Regions from separate parts of the Mus musculus genome. Here region 2 is linked to region 1. A link is a contact called in public Hi-C data. All regions are on one chromosome and are shown on one strand. Each heading gives the region's core, a stretch centred on a gene start, on an enhancer-like site or on the middle of the called end of the contact. The rest is flanking DNA. Distances are from core to core; before and after follow the strand shown.

The links. A called contact is a pair of places that touch in the nucleus more often than the background predicts.
Region 2: a Hi-C map of CD8 T cells shows a contact between it and region 1, with 2.6 times the contacts expected there. The contact joins two enhancer-like sites. A contact is called at or near these places in 1 of 15 datasets of contacts at CTCF or cohesin (CD8 T cells), 8 of 484 Hi-C or Micro-C datasets (CD4 T cells, CD8 T cells, Th1 cells and 2 more) and 3 of 115 datasets of contacts at active chromatin or transcription factors (CD8 T cells, embryonic stem cells and memory CD8 T cells).

Annotation. Positions count from the first base shown.
Region 1 is chr12:25,859,613-25,865,999 of GRCm38.p6, reverse strand. No RefSeq gene overlaps it. Among named protein-coding and RNA genes, the nearest start is that of Gm29835, 120 kb to the left of the region's middle. Within about 2 kb of position 1,684, at least 27 of the 459 cell types and tissues checked have an H3K27ac peak or open chromatin away from gene starts, as enhancers often do. A contact at or near this core is called in CD8 T cells, Th1 cells, Th2 cells and 1 more, where this site is marked.
Region 2 is chr12:25,954,251-25,960,427 of GRCm38.p6, reverse strand. No RefSeq gene overlaps it. Among named protein-coding and RNA genes, the nearest start is that of Gm29835, 22 kb to the left of the region's middle. Within about 2 kb of position 1,732, at least 24 of the 459 cell types and tissues checked have an H3K27ac peak or open chromatin away from gene starts, as enhancers often do. A contact at or near this core is called in CD8 T cells, Th1 cells, Th2 cells and 1 more, where this site is marked.

The sequences.
Region 1 (6,387 bases), core at 435-2,934:
TAGGAATGACATGAACTGCTTCAGAGGAGAGCATGCAAGGTTTGGTCTAGAAAGACCCAGAACAGTGTTGTTCTGAGTCTCTGTCACCTGTTGGGCGATGTTGGTCTTCTGCAGTATGCATTCTTATATCTCTTAAACAGCGCAGGTATTTACAGGGGTGCAGTGAAGACTGGAATTTAACGTTTCTCATGCATAACTCAAGCTCATTTTCATCACCCACAATCCATCTAAATGGTACCCAGCAATGTGATAGAAGACCCGAGTAAATTCTTGTTCAGCTTCATTAACTCCATGAGAAAGCCTCTATGTGTATCCCCCACCTGGTGTGGGTCAAGTCAATAGAAGGCTGCCCAGCCTTTTGAACAAAGATATGCTCCCGTGTGCACTCTTGGGATTCTCCCATGCATCTGTTAGAAAGGATGGGGAGTATAAGTCTGCCAAAAACCTCACCATCTACAGTACCAACCTGAGTTACTCAGAAAAAAATTTAAAGTGGATAGTGTTTGTAAGCTCACCCCCACCTGGAGTCCCCCGGGGGCACTGAGTTGGAGAAGTGGGGCTGAGCTGTAAGAGCAAGACTGAGAATCATGGCAGCCCCTCTGACTGCATACCACACAGCGACTCCCCAGGATGCAAAGGCAGCAACCAAACAGCACAAATTGGAAAGAGGAAAAAAAGTGTGAAATCTGCTCTGGGCCATCAGAGGAGGCTGATGTAATCCGGGTTGACTCCAGGGACAGTAATGGTGCCAGCTATGGAGGCCACATGGCTTCTAATGAGGCCAGGCCCAGTTGCAGCTCAGAAGAGTGGGTGAGCAAGCCAAATCTCACCCAAGGACAGAAGCAGCCCTGACAGCTGGTGAGTGAATTAACTTCAGGCAAACCAAGTGGACCCAGGTGGTGGGACATTTCGAATCTTTCCCTTCTGGTGGAAACAGAACAAAACATTGCATGGAACACAGCCACCATGGCCTTTTTTAAAATTTTTCCTTTGATTTCTTCTGACAGATTTCTTGGAGGAGGGGGCAAATAAGAGGGAATAGCTCTAAGACCCACCCGGACAGACATCAGTGACATGGCAGTGCTAAAGGTTGCTTAGAAAGGGCTATTTGAGAGATGGAGCATCCCTACTGAGTGAGATCAAGGCAGTGTCCAACATGGTTGAAGGACACCTTGTCAGATGACTTAACTCTTGAGGAGAAGGACCGCCATGGATGGTAATCAGTGCTCCTAAATTGCTGACCCCAGGCATTTGCACAGACGACTTTTTTCCCCTCCATTTTCATAACTAAATGGCTGTCTTCCCTCCCTGAGCTTCTCACCCTAGAAGTGCCCTGCAGGGGCTGCCATTCTTAAGTTGGGTAGACACCTACTTCCTACAGAATTCAGCCAATAGGCTGAGCCTGGTAGTTTGAAAGCCATCCTGCCACCTGGTGGTTGTATCCCTAAATTGCAAGGGCAGGTCTCTAAAGACGTGAATTTATAAAATAAAAAACATTAAACCATTTTGACAAATGTCAGAGAGACATGAGCATTTCAAAAGGATGGGCAAAATAAAAAATAAGCATATGTTGTGAAAGAAAATAGCCTCACTGATGAGAAAGAGACCAAATCAAACGTGAGTGGGCAGACAGGAAACACAGAAAGCGAACACAGCACTGGGTGTGGGCAAGAGACACCCAGCCCCCCTGATTCTGGTTATTCCAGGAAGATCTGTCACATTGCCGAGGCTGAGGTTAGCATGGTTCCTACACAGCCTGAGGAGGCAAAAGGTTATGACAGCATTTTGGGCCTCTGCATGATAGATAGTACAGAGACCTCTTTATTAGAATGTCAGTACGCCTAGTTTCCTTTTATTTCTTTATCTCACATTTATTTGTTTATCTTTTTTTTCTGTCACCAGTTGTGCCCTGTGTTTAGATCACAGACTGCACATGCAAGTCAAAGTCACCAGGGAGAGGCAAAAGAAAACTAAGTGAGAAAATGCCCAGAGAATCCAGAGCAGCAACAGAGCAAGCCTAAGCTTCGATGAGAACAGGGATAGCCCAGCTCACTTCCAGGGCAGGTCTCACAGGAAGCAGCATCTTACCAACAGTGTCTTGATGGCGGCAAGGGGAGGGGAGGAATAACAGGATGGAACAGGAACATGGTGAGAAAGTGGGATGAGACATCGATTGTTAAAGCAGAGAGAATATAAAATAAAGGGAGTTAGAGCAGGGCAAACAGCAAAATAGAGTGGTGTACGCTTTTAGTGCCTGCATTTGTCAGGCAGAGGCAGGAGAAACTCTGAGTTTGACGAAAGCTTGGTGTCCATCACAAGTTTCAGAATGGGAAGAGTAAGCACTTAAAACTCCAGACTCCGGAAGGGGAGGCAAGTAGGCTGACCACTGGAGGTCACTGGTCGGCCATCCTAGTCTACTTGGCAGGCTGTGAGAGACCCTGTCCCAAAACAGTCAGGGGTCAGGAATTAGAGGACACTTGATAAAGGACACAACTCACTCACATGAAAACACATGCACACGTACACACATGAGAAGGGGTCCATCCTTGAAAATGCCAGAAAGAAAATATTTCACGTAGAGAGGGGGCTGAGGCCTGCAAAGGCTCACAGTAACCAAAGGACACAGGGACTTTGAAGTTCACCCTGACAAATCTGGAATCTCACTGGAGAATTTTAAACAAGAGAGCATCAGCTACCTGGAACACACAGATAACGACTGTAAAGATCACTCCTGGGGCCCTGAGAATTTCAGAGGCTCTGACTGTAAAACCCAGAGAGGCCTTCTGAAAAGCCACTGTGGCTCTTCAGGAGGAAGGCATCTCCAGAGCTCTTCAATGCCAGGCATCTACCATTGGTTTGGGGCATTTAGCTAACATATGCAGGTCATGTGAGGGGTTCCCATGGTACACACAAATGCTGGTGAAAACCTGAAGTTGACTTTCTGACTTCCTGGTGACCATTTTAGCACCATCACAATGAAAAGACACAATGCAATCCATTTGGGGATAATCACTATAGAGTGTTTTAATCCCCTAGGCATGAGGTCTGTGGTTGCCCATCACAGATTTCAACTCCTATTTTTTTCTCTTATCTCTGTTCTCCCTCCCACTTCTCAGCTTCAAGATGCCTGTCTCCTCTTTTGCTCTGTTTAGAGACAGTCTTTAGAGTAAGACCTAAGGAGGCTTGATCTGGTATTATACAGACTCTTCCAAGGGAGTCAGCTAAACAGGGAACCTGTAAACCATGCATGAGCACTGTGGCAAAGATGGCCTCACTTCTGACTCGGATCTCCAGGTTGGTCTGAGAACATATCATTTTACTTGGCTGGTTTCCAGAAAATTATTTACCTATGCTTATTTATGTGTCAGCCCATGAAGCTGGCAAACCACAAAGAAAGCCTCTTTTCCCCCACATACTAGCCAGCATTTCTGGTGTGAACCTCAGAAGAAGTGGGCAGTCTCTTCTTAAAGAACTTGAAGACCTTGACATTTTTCCAGCATAGGAATTTGAGGTCTGCCATTGACGAGAGAAAAAAAAAAAAAAGCGCTTCCAACTAGTGGTAAGAGTAAAAGTGTGTATGCCCCTCCTTAGAATTGGGAACAAAACACCCATGGAAGGAGTTACAGAGACAAAGTTTGGAGCTGAGATGAAAGGATGGACCATGTAGAGACTGCCATATCCAGGGATCCACCCCATAATCAGCATCCAAACGCTGACACCATTGCAAACACTAGCAAGATTTTATTGAAAGGACCCAGATGTAGCTGTCTCTTGTGAGACTATGCCGGGGCCTAGCAAACACAGAAGTGGATGCTCACAGTCAGCTAATGGATGGATCACAGGGCTCCCAATGGAGGAGCTAGAGAAAGTACCCAAGGAGCTAAAGGGATCTGCAACCCTATAGGTGGAACAACATTATGAACTAACCAGTACCCCGGAGCTCTTGACTCTAGCTGCATATGTATCAAAAGATGGCCTAGTCGGCCATCACTGGAAAGAGTGACCCATTGGACATGCAAACTTTATATGCCCCAGTACAGGGGAACGCCAGGGCCAAAAAGGGGGAGTGGGTGGGTAGGGGAGTGGGGGTGGGTGGGTATGGGGGGACTTTTGGTATAGCATTGGAAATGTAAATGAGCTAAATACCTAATAAAAATGGGAAAAAAGGAGTAAAAGTGTGGAGGGGGCAAAGATGGGGCCCTCTGGCTTGGCCCATTGTTCTCATCATCAGGATTGTCTGACCTTTACTGAAAGCTCTACAACACTTGTGTAGCATTGACAGTACAGGTCATAGATGGTGTGTGATACCCTGTACAGAGTTCCTCTCCTCATCTTTCCACCTTTGTCTCCTCTCACTATGCTACCCACTACTCTCCATAGTTTCATTGCTTCTGAAAAAATAAGATAAATGATAGACAGACAGATAGACAAACAGATAGATAGATGATAGATGGATAGATAGATGATGGATAGATAGAGGATTGAGCACATGTAGTATACTAATGTATATCAGACACTGCTTTTTCTGAGTCCTCCAAAAAGCCTTTCTCCTATATTGGAACCATGAACTAAGGATCCTTTACAACTACGGAAATTATCCCTTTGAAGAGTATTACAGAAAGAGCAAGGACCACGTGGAAAGCCATGTTTGGAATTGCAGAAAGCAAGCTTCAACTCTGACCCAAATCCTTGCCAATGCTGTTCAGTTGAACCAGTTAGAAGTGTCACTGAACCTTTATTTCAACATTTGCAAAGAAAAATATCAAGTGGCCCAGAGGATCTATGCATGAATGATTGGATGAATCACAGCCAACTATTACCTGAGTCAGATTCGGGACTTTATGTAGAAAATGGAAAGTTCCCTTACCAAACTGGATCAGCTCTCAAACCCAGTCCCACTCTACATTGTTTTTCTGGTTTTTAATTCTTGAGCTTAGTTGCTCTGAACAAAATCTCCCTCATTGCTGGCCCCTCTGCCGTGTGTGTGTGTGTGTGTGTGTTTCCCCCTCTCCCCTTCTTTCACTGTTTTCTATTCATTCCTTTCATCTTTCTTTCCTTGCTTCTTTTTATTTATTTTTCTTCTTCTATTATACCAAATAAGTCCTGATAAAGATGAGGATCATGTCAAGGTGAATCTTCAGTAAACAAAACCACTTTAATAAATATCAAGGCATCTCAACAATGACAGATCAACATAGATGACAGAAATTTGGTAGGAAGACATTTAGTTTCCAAAACATGTTTCAGGGAACCAAATATCAGATTAGCTGCAGATGTCCCTGTCCATGGCCATGTGTGTTCCTAGAGACAGTTAGCCCATACTCAGTTGTCCTTGTCTGGGCAGTTTTGATTAAGGAACCCTCCCTGTCACCTCTGATGGGTCTTGAAGATAACTGAGCACTTCTTGATTCCCTATATATTTGTGTGTGTTTCAGGTGTGATAGCCAAGTGTAGCCTGCCCTGCTGTCCTCAGTACATCTCCTGCCTGAAGCTTAGACTTAGAAGCAAGAACATGTCATTTCTTGTTCCCAGGCCAGGACTCCATCATGTCCATTTTTCCCATGAAGTCTTGGCACTAGCCTCTTCTTTAATGGAGGAGGCTCCTCTGGATGATACAGAGAACTCTCAGTGGGAACTAGACTTAAATTCATGATTCTCTTCTTACTCTCAATTTTCTTTTCTTGGTTGAGTGTCAAAGTCATCAGACAACTTACATTTCACATAGACTATCACATACAAACAGAAGGAACAACGCTACAGTATTTGCTGAGCATGAGGGACACAATGGCCAGTGCCAGGCACCTCACATTATCATAGCCCAAATGATGCAGTCCAACTTTAGGTCCAGTGGGACTGGGGCTCACATGACATCTTTATACATCTCAAGTTACTGACAAATGCTCTTCTGCCCCACTATTTCGTGAGTTAGTTGCTTTTGTGGTATGGATGTGTTACAGTTTTTCCAGCCACAGAGCTGCCACACAGGCTTGTAGTCTTTGTGTCACATACTATTAGATTTCTGTCCTTTTCATAATGTGCTGATAGTTTTATGTCAACTTGTCACAAGATAAAGTCATCTAAGAGAATAGACGCTCTCGATTAAGAAAATGCCTCAATAAGACAGGCTGTGGGCAGGCCTGTAGGGTTCTTTTAATTGGTGATTGACTGGGAGGGTGCTACTGTGGGTGGTTCCATCCCTACGCTGGTGATCCTAGTTTCTTTAAAGCAGGGTGAGCAAGCCAGTAAGCAGCACCCCTCTATGTATTCTGTATCAGCTCCTGTGTCCAGGTTCCTGCCCTGCTTGAGTTCCTGTCCTGACTTCCTTTGATGATAGCATGTCATGTGATGGAAGTATAAGCTAAATAAACCCTGTCCTCCCCATCTTGC
Region 2 (6,177 bases), core at 483-2,982, 94 kb before region 1:
AGCTGAGGAACTGATATACTGTCCTCCAGCCACGGGGTTACATTGCTTTTCCCCATTGCTATACACACTTGCCCTATGTTTATATTCAGTCCAAACTTCCCAAGCTGATCTTTTCCTTTGTCTCCCCTGGGAAGATGGTAGGGAGGCCTCTTCCTTCAGCCCGTGTCTGCTGTATTCTCCACCATGCTGTGTACTCATTTTCATGGTATTGGCTACATTGTTATATTGTTTCTTTTCTTTTTTAGATATTTTCTTCATTTACATTTCAAATGCTATCCCCAATGCCCCCTATACCCTCCCCACACCCTGATTCCCAACCCACCCAATCTTACTTCCTGGCCCTGGCATTCCCCTGTACTGGGGCATATGATCTTTGTAAGGCCTGGTTGTTATTTTCATTCTCTTTCCTAAAGGCTAAGTTTTCTGGGTACAGAAACTTTTCCTCTGTGGATTCACTTCTATATTCTTCATTACAGACACTGGTATATTTGCCATGGGTTTGTTTTCTGTCAGTGACACATGAATAAATAAGATATAAATGGTCTCAGATAGGGTGGTAGAGATGACCTGGTGAATAGTGTACATGGCATGCAAGGGTGAAAACTTGAATTCAAATCTCAAATGCCCACATAAAGCCAAGTGAAGTATCACATTTACAGTCCCAATGTTCATATGGGGAAACAGGAGGACTCCTAGAAATTCACAAATCAGCTGTTCTGGCATCCACAGTAGTAAAGAAGAAAGAGATATTGCCTCGAACAAAGTGGATAATTAGAACTGACTCTCAAGATTGTATTTGACCTCCAACTGTCCATTTACACTCCACAGAAGAATATACATATACACATATGTATACTCTCACATTCTGCAAACACATGTACACATCAGCCTACAGACAGACAGACAGTTACACACACACACACACACACACACACACACACACACACAGTGGTACAGACATATTCTCAGATGCCATCTGACTCCTATCACTGACTGAGAAAGGCAAGAGTTGAATGGCTATAACAGGTAACAGGGTTGTTTCAGGGGTAGAGGTCAGAGGTTATAGAGATTCTCTGAGGCCAAGGGGGATCTCCATCCTCAGGTTTTTGAATGTGAGCAAAACAATTCAAGAGAAATTGCATTCAAATTAACAACAGAGAGAGAAGATGATTAAGTCAGAGAAGAAGTAGATGGATAGTGACCCTGTGGGTCACCTGCCTGCCTTTATTAAGGACATCTGGACTAAAGGCAAGGGCATTTTGGAAGCTACTTGCTCCCTTTGATGGACATATTCCTGGGAGCTGGCAGAGCCTGGACCATGTGTAGAGAGTGTGTGACCAGTGGTGAGCATACTTTCGGGTACTGCAAATGGGAACTGTCTACAGTAAAGAATTTTCTCATGTTCTGGTTTGTCACAGCAAGGCCTGCTTGCTCTCTTACCACACTTTCTGAAATGTCCTTTCAAGAGGGAAAGTACAGCTGATTGCGGAGGTGTGTTTATAACCTAGTGTCAGAGAAAGGAGCTGGGCAAACACAGTCAAATCAGATAGTCTGGGTTTTTATTGTGTTCTCTGAACCACTTTTAATAAACTTTCCTGATACTCAGTCAAAGGATGTGGTCTCCATCAAAAGTTCTTTTTAGTAACCAAATCAACAAGTGGGGAAAAACACACCTACGCAGTTCCACGTGCAGCCAACCTGAGGAGGGGTGCAGGGTGCAGGTTGCCTGCAGCCCCAGGTGCAACACACTTGTTGAGAGGAGTGCAGGGTGCCTGCATCTGCTCCCTACAGCTCATGGGTGGGGATGGGGAACTCATTCAGACCACTAGCTCCAGTTTCATTCGATGTAAAATTGTGTGTGTGGGGTGGGGGGAGGAGTATGTGTGTGTGTGTGTGTGTGTGTATGTGTGTGATCCTTTTACAGTCACAAGCTCAGGAACACAAGAGAACACTTCAGTTTGTTCTGTCCACTTAGAATTATAGCATGCTCTCCATCTAGAACTTTCTAGCCTCCACTCATTCTACAAATCCAGAGTCTAAGTAGCTGAATTCATCACCCAAATGCTTAACCCCTCGCCTTACCAAGCCTAGCCTTTTTCATGGTACCACCTGGAGGGATCAGGCTTAGGAGGAGCAGAAGGGACCAGCTGGGTTTGGGGGAAGAGATGCACATATCCCTTGCTCCAAGAGGGAGAAGGTTCCCTTTGTTTTCCTCATTCCTACCACACTACATGAAGATATGCCCTCATGTGTATAAAGACTCTTGTTCAAGAAGAGAAGATGAATGGAGAATCTAGGATAAGCTTCATTCCCTTTGAATAGTCCATCCCCAATAGCTCTTGTCTTTCTGAATTCTCCATTACATGTTTGATTCCTCCTAATCCTTCATCTATCCCACTTGATATACTCTTGCTGCCATTTGTGGTATGCTATCTCTTGTATTTGTCAGATGGACACACACACACAGACACACACACCTTTAAACTCCACAGCGTCTCTGGGAGGTATGTCTCCTGTGATGTTTGAACAGTGAAGGAAGCTGGGTATGGGAATGCTGTAATTCAGATGTGAAGCATCCCCTGCAGGCTTCCACATTGCAAACTTGGTTCCTGATATGGAGATGACAGGAAGTGGTGAAAGCTTCAGTGTGGGGCTGGGAGATGGTCTTCTGGTCTCTCAACATCTCTTTTCTGCATGTCAGTCACCACAGGAGCAGCTTCCTGTCATGCTGTACTGCCCCCTGTCATCATAGCCCCAAAGCAACAGCTCCAACTATCATGGACTGAAACCAGGAGCCAACTCCCCCCTTCTCAGAAAGTACATTAATCTTAAATATCTTGATGCAGTAATAGAAAGCTGACTATTCAACAAAAATGTGGACACTTGTGTTAAGGTTAGATCCAGTCATGGACCTGAGAGGCCACAGTTGTCTTCAAATGTTAAGGGACATCTCCTGTCCATACAGACATCAGCCTGGCTGCTAGGTTATTCTCTACACTTTATGTCTACACACTTGGGAAAATTAACCAGGCAAGACTTATTGTCCCTCAGAGTGATCTTCATGGTATCTTCACAGCTGGACAGATTGACGCCCTGGTCTGTAACCTCTGCATCACCCACTCTGAAGATGCTGTGGAACCACTGTGTTCCTCCCACACCCTTCTGTAGAAAACATGTCTTTCTGTGTCTGTAATAATACTTCTGAGACAATAAATTATCTGGCTCCTGCTTTTCATCCCATTGATATTGGCCTTCATACGTCAGGGTAGTGATACAAAGTAGTCAGATTATGGAACAAGATAGGTGAGTCTGACGTTCCATTGAAATGAAACATAAGAAGATAGAAAGGGGCCAGGAAAAGGAAGAGAGGCTCAGAAAGAAGGTAGGGAAGGCTAAGACACACAATGTGAAAGAAGAAATGAGATACTACCGAGGTAGATGAGGCTGGAAGAAGGAGGAGAATATCAATAACAAACTTTGTTTTAAAATGCCATATTAAAACTTAATATGTTCTAATTAATTGAAAATCAAAACAAATCAAACAAAACCCCAATGGAAAACATGAGTCAGCTCCTCCCTCTCTGGAAAGTCTCCATCCTGCAACAGTAAACAGAATGGGGCTGTACTTGCTCTTTCAGAGGACCCAGGCATAGATGTGAGAGCGCGTGTCAGATGGCTCACAACCACTTGTATGTAAATCCAGATTTAGGGGGAGCAGAGTCTTTGGGTTACCCTCTACTTGTACTCATGTTCACACACACACAAACACACACACATACACACACACACACACACACACACACACACACACACACAGGGGGTTAAGAGAAAGTTGGTGAGTTGACTCAGTAGATAAAGGTACCTTCAGTCAGGTCTAATGAGTTTGATATCAGGGGACACAAACTTAGAAAGAGAGAACCGACTCCTGCAAGTGGTCCTCTGACTACTGAGTGTGCATCGTAGCAATCTGCACACATACTGGGAAGACAAATACCTTTTGTAAAAAATGAATAGAAATTACATACCTTGCCTGGCACACGAACAGAAGACCATGACAATGGTGGTGGCCATGACGATAGATCGGGAATGCTCTTTTGTCACATGAGCCAGTAACACAGCAAGAAATCCACCACAGGAGGCCATGCTGGACCTAGTGAATGGCCTGGTCAAAACTTGTCTGATCTTTGAGCCCCTCTCTATGTGTAGGTGCTCTGTGTCCTGTCTGATTAGATTCCCTATGCTTATGAAGCAGAAGAACAAGGTTCTCCCTCCCTTTGTGGTGTCCAGAATACATAGGGTACTCAGAACTACAGTTTCACCAAGAAGAGATAATTCTGAGATCTGGGATCTGTTGCTGAAGGGGTCGTCTGGGGCTGCCCCGGGATGTTCTAAATATTCTATTTCTTTGTCAACTGTGTCAATTGCCAGTGATGGCCTAGGTACACTGTGTCCCTAATGAATGCTTAAACCCTAGCACCATGGTAAAGAGGTGCCAAGGAGGGCTTGGGATGTAGGGATGAGATCCATGACACAGAGCAGGCAGGATATGCTGATGGCCCATATCTGGATTTCTAACAGAGATTGATGAGCTGGATCATCAAGGATCCCAAACACTGTGTGAAAATAGCTTGGAATTCAACAAGGACATCCAATGTTCTTCTGAAGGCAAGGGGAGCCATGTGTCAATGCACAGTCCAGTGTTTCTTAGCCATGCCAGAGGACAGCCAGCAGGAATGGGGCTGGACCAGAAAGAGTTTTTTTTTTTAATTTTTATTGCTGCCAAGGTAAACACCCAAGTTTTCATTCTTCCAGTTAATATTACTCATCTATTTGCTTGTTTTAAAACTATTATAAACCTTTTGATAAAAACAGAAAATAAAAGAATCAAGCACCTGTGTATCGTTTCCACCTGTCGGTATGAAACCTGTGCTGCATTCCTGCAATCTCTCTGATTGAACTCATGCGCCATCCCCCAGCGTTGCCTGCATCCTACTCCCGTGAGTCTCCCCTGCAGTGAATCACTATTGTACATTTGCTGTTTATATTCCTAGGCAAGTGTTTAAAATGGTTGCTATTTATCATGAGAAATTTTTAAACGTATTTTTTTATAAGTTTGAAAATGTTTTAGAAACAACATCACACTGCATATGTATTTTCTTCCACTCTTATTTTTGCTAAGATGACATGTCTGAGTGAGGCTTTTGCTATTGGTTCCTATGGTGCAATTTCGTTAATTTAAACTGTTGACTAGCATATGTTCTCAATATTTCATCCATTCACTGAGAGACATTGTTTATTTGGGGGAGGTGGCGATTACAAGAAAAATCAGAATGGTGTGGAACTTTTAGTCAAAATAAGTGAACCAAAGGCTGGGGATGTAACTCACCTGGGAACTGTTTGCCTAGGCTGTGCAGAGAGCCCTGGGTTTGATTCCCAGCACTTCATAAACCAGGTGTGGTGGCTCACTCTTGAATTCTAGTTCTTCTGCAGGGAGAGGCAAGAAGGCCAGAAGTTTATCGTGTGTTTTTTGACTACAAAGTCAACCTTGGATGCAGAAGGAGTCTGTCTCAAGAACTCTTGAGTGAACTCAGAGGTCTGCTCCATATGTCGCAGTGTGTGCCCAAGACAGTGGTGTTACATGTCGCCAACATGTATAAGTCATTTTGACCATGCTGTGATTGGCTACTTGCTTGCACTTTTCTCCAAAGGTCTCCATGAAGTGGATTCTGTAAACATCCCCAGTGCTGGGAAACGCCAGCTCATTGTAGAATGTTGCAGCTGTACCATCATACACACACACACACACACACACACACACACACAAACACAAACAGAGGCTAAATCCTTTGAATGAAACTATGTGCTACTGTGTGTGTGTGTGTGTGTGTGTGTGTTGGTGTGTGTTGGTGCAGGTAGATGTACAATTGTAGAGGACACAGTCTACTAGTTTCCTCATAGGTGACTGGACTTAGTCTCCTCCTTGTTTTATGAAACAGCTTCCCATTTTCACCTGGAATTCACCAGCTTGGCTAGGGTGGCTTGGCCAGGGATTCCCAGAGATTCATCTGTCTCCACTTCCCCAGCAAAGAAATTATAAATGCATACCATCAACCCTGACATTTTTACATGGATCCTCAGATGTATAGAAAGCACATTACCACCTTCACAGCCCCTTGC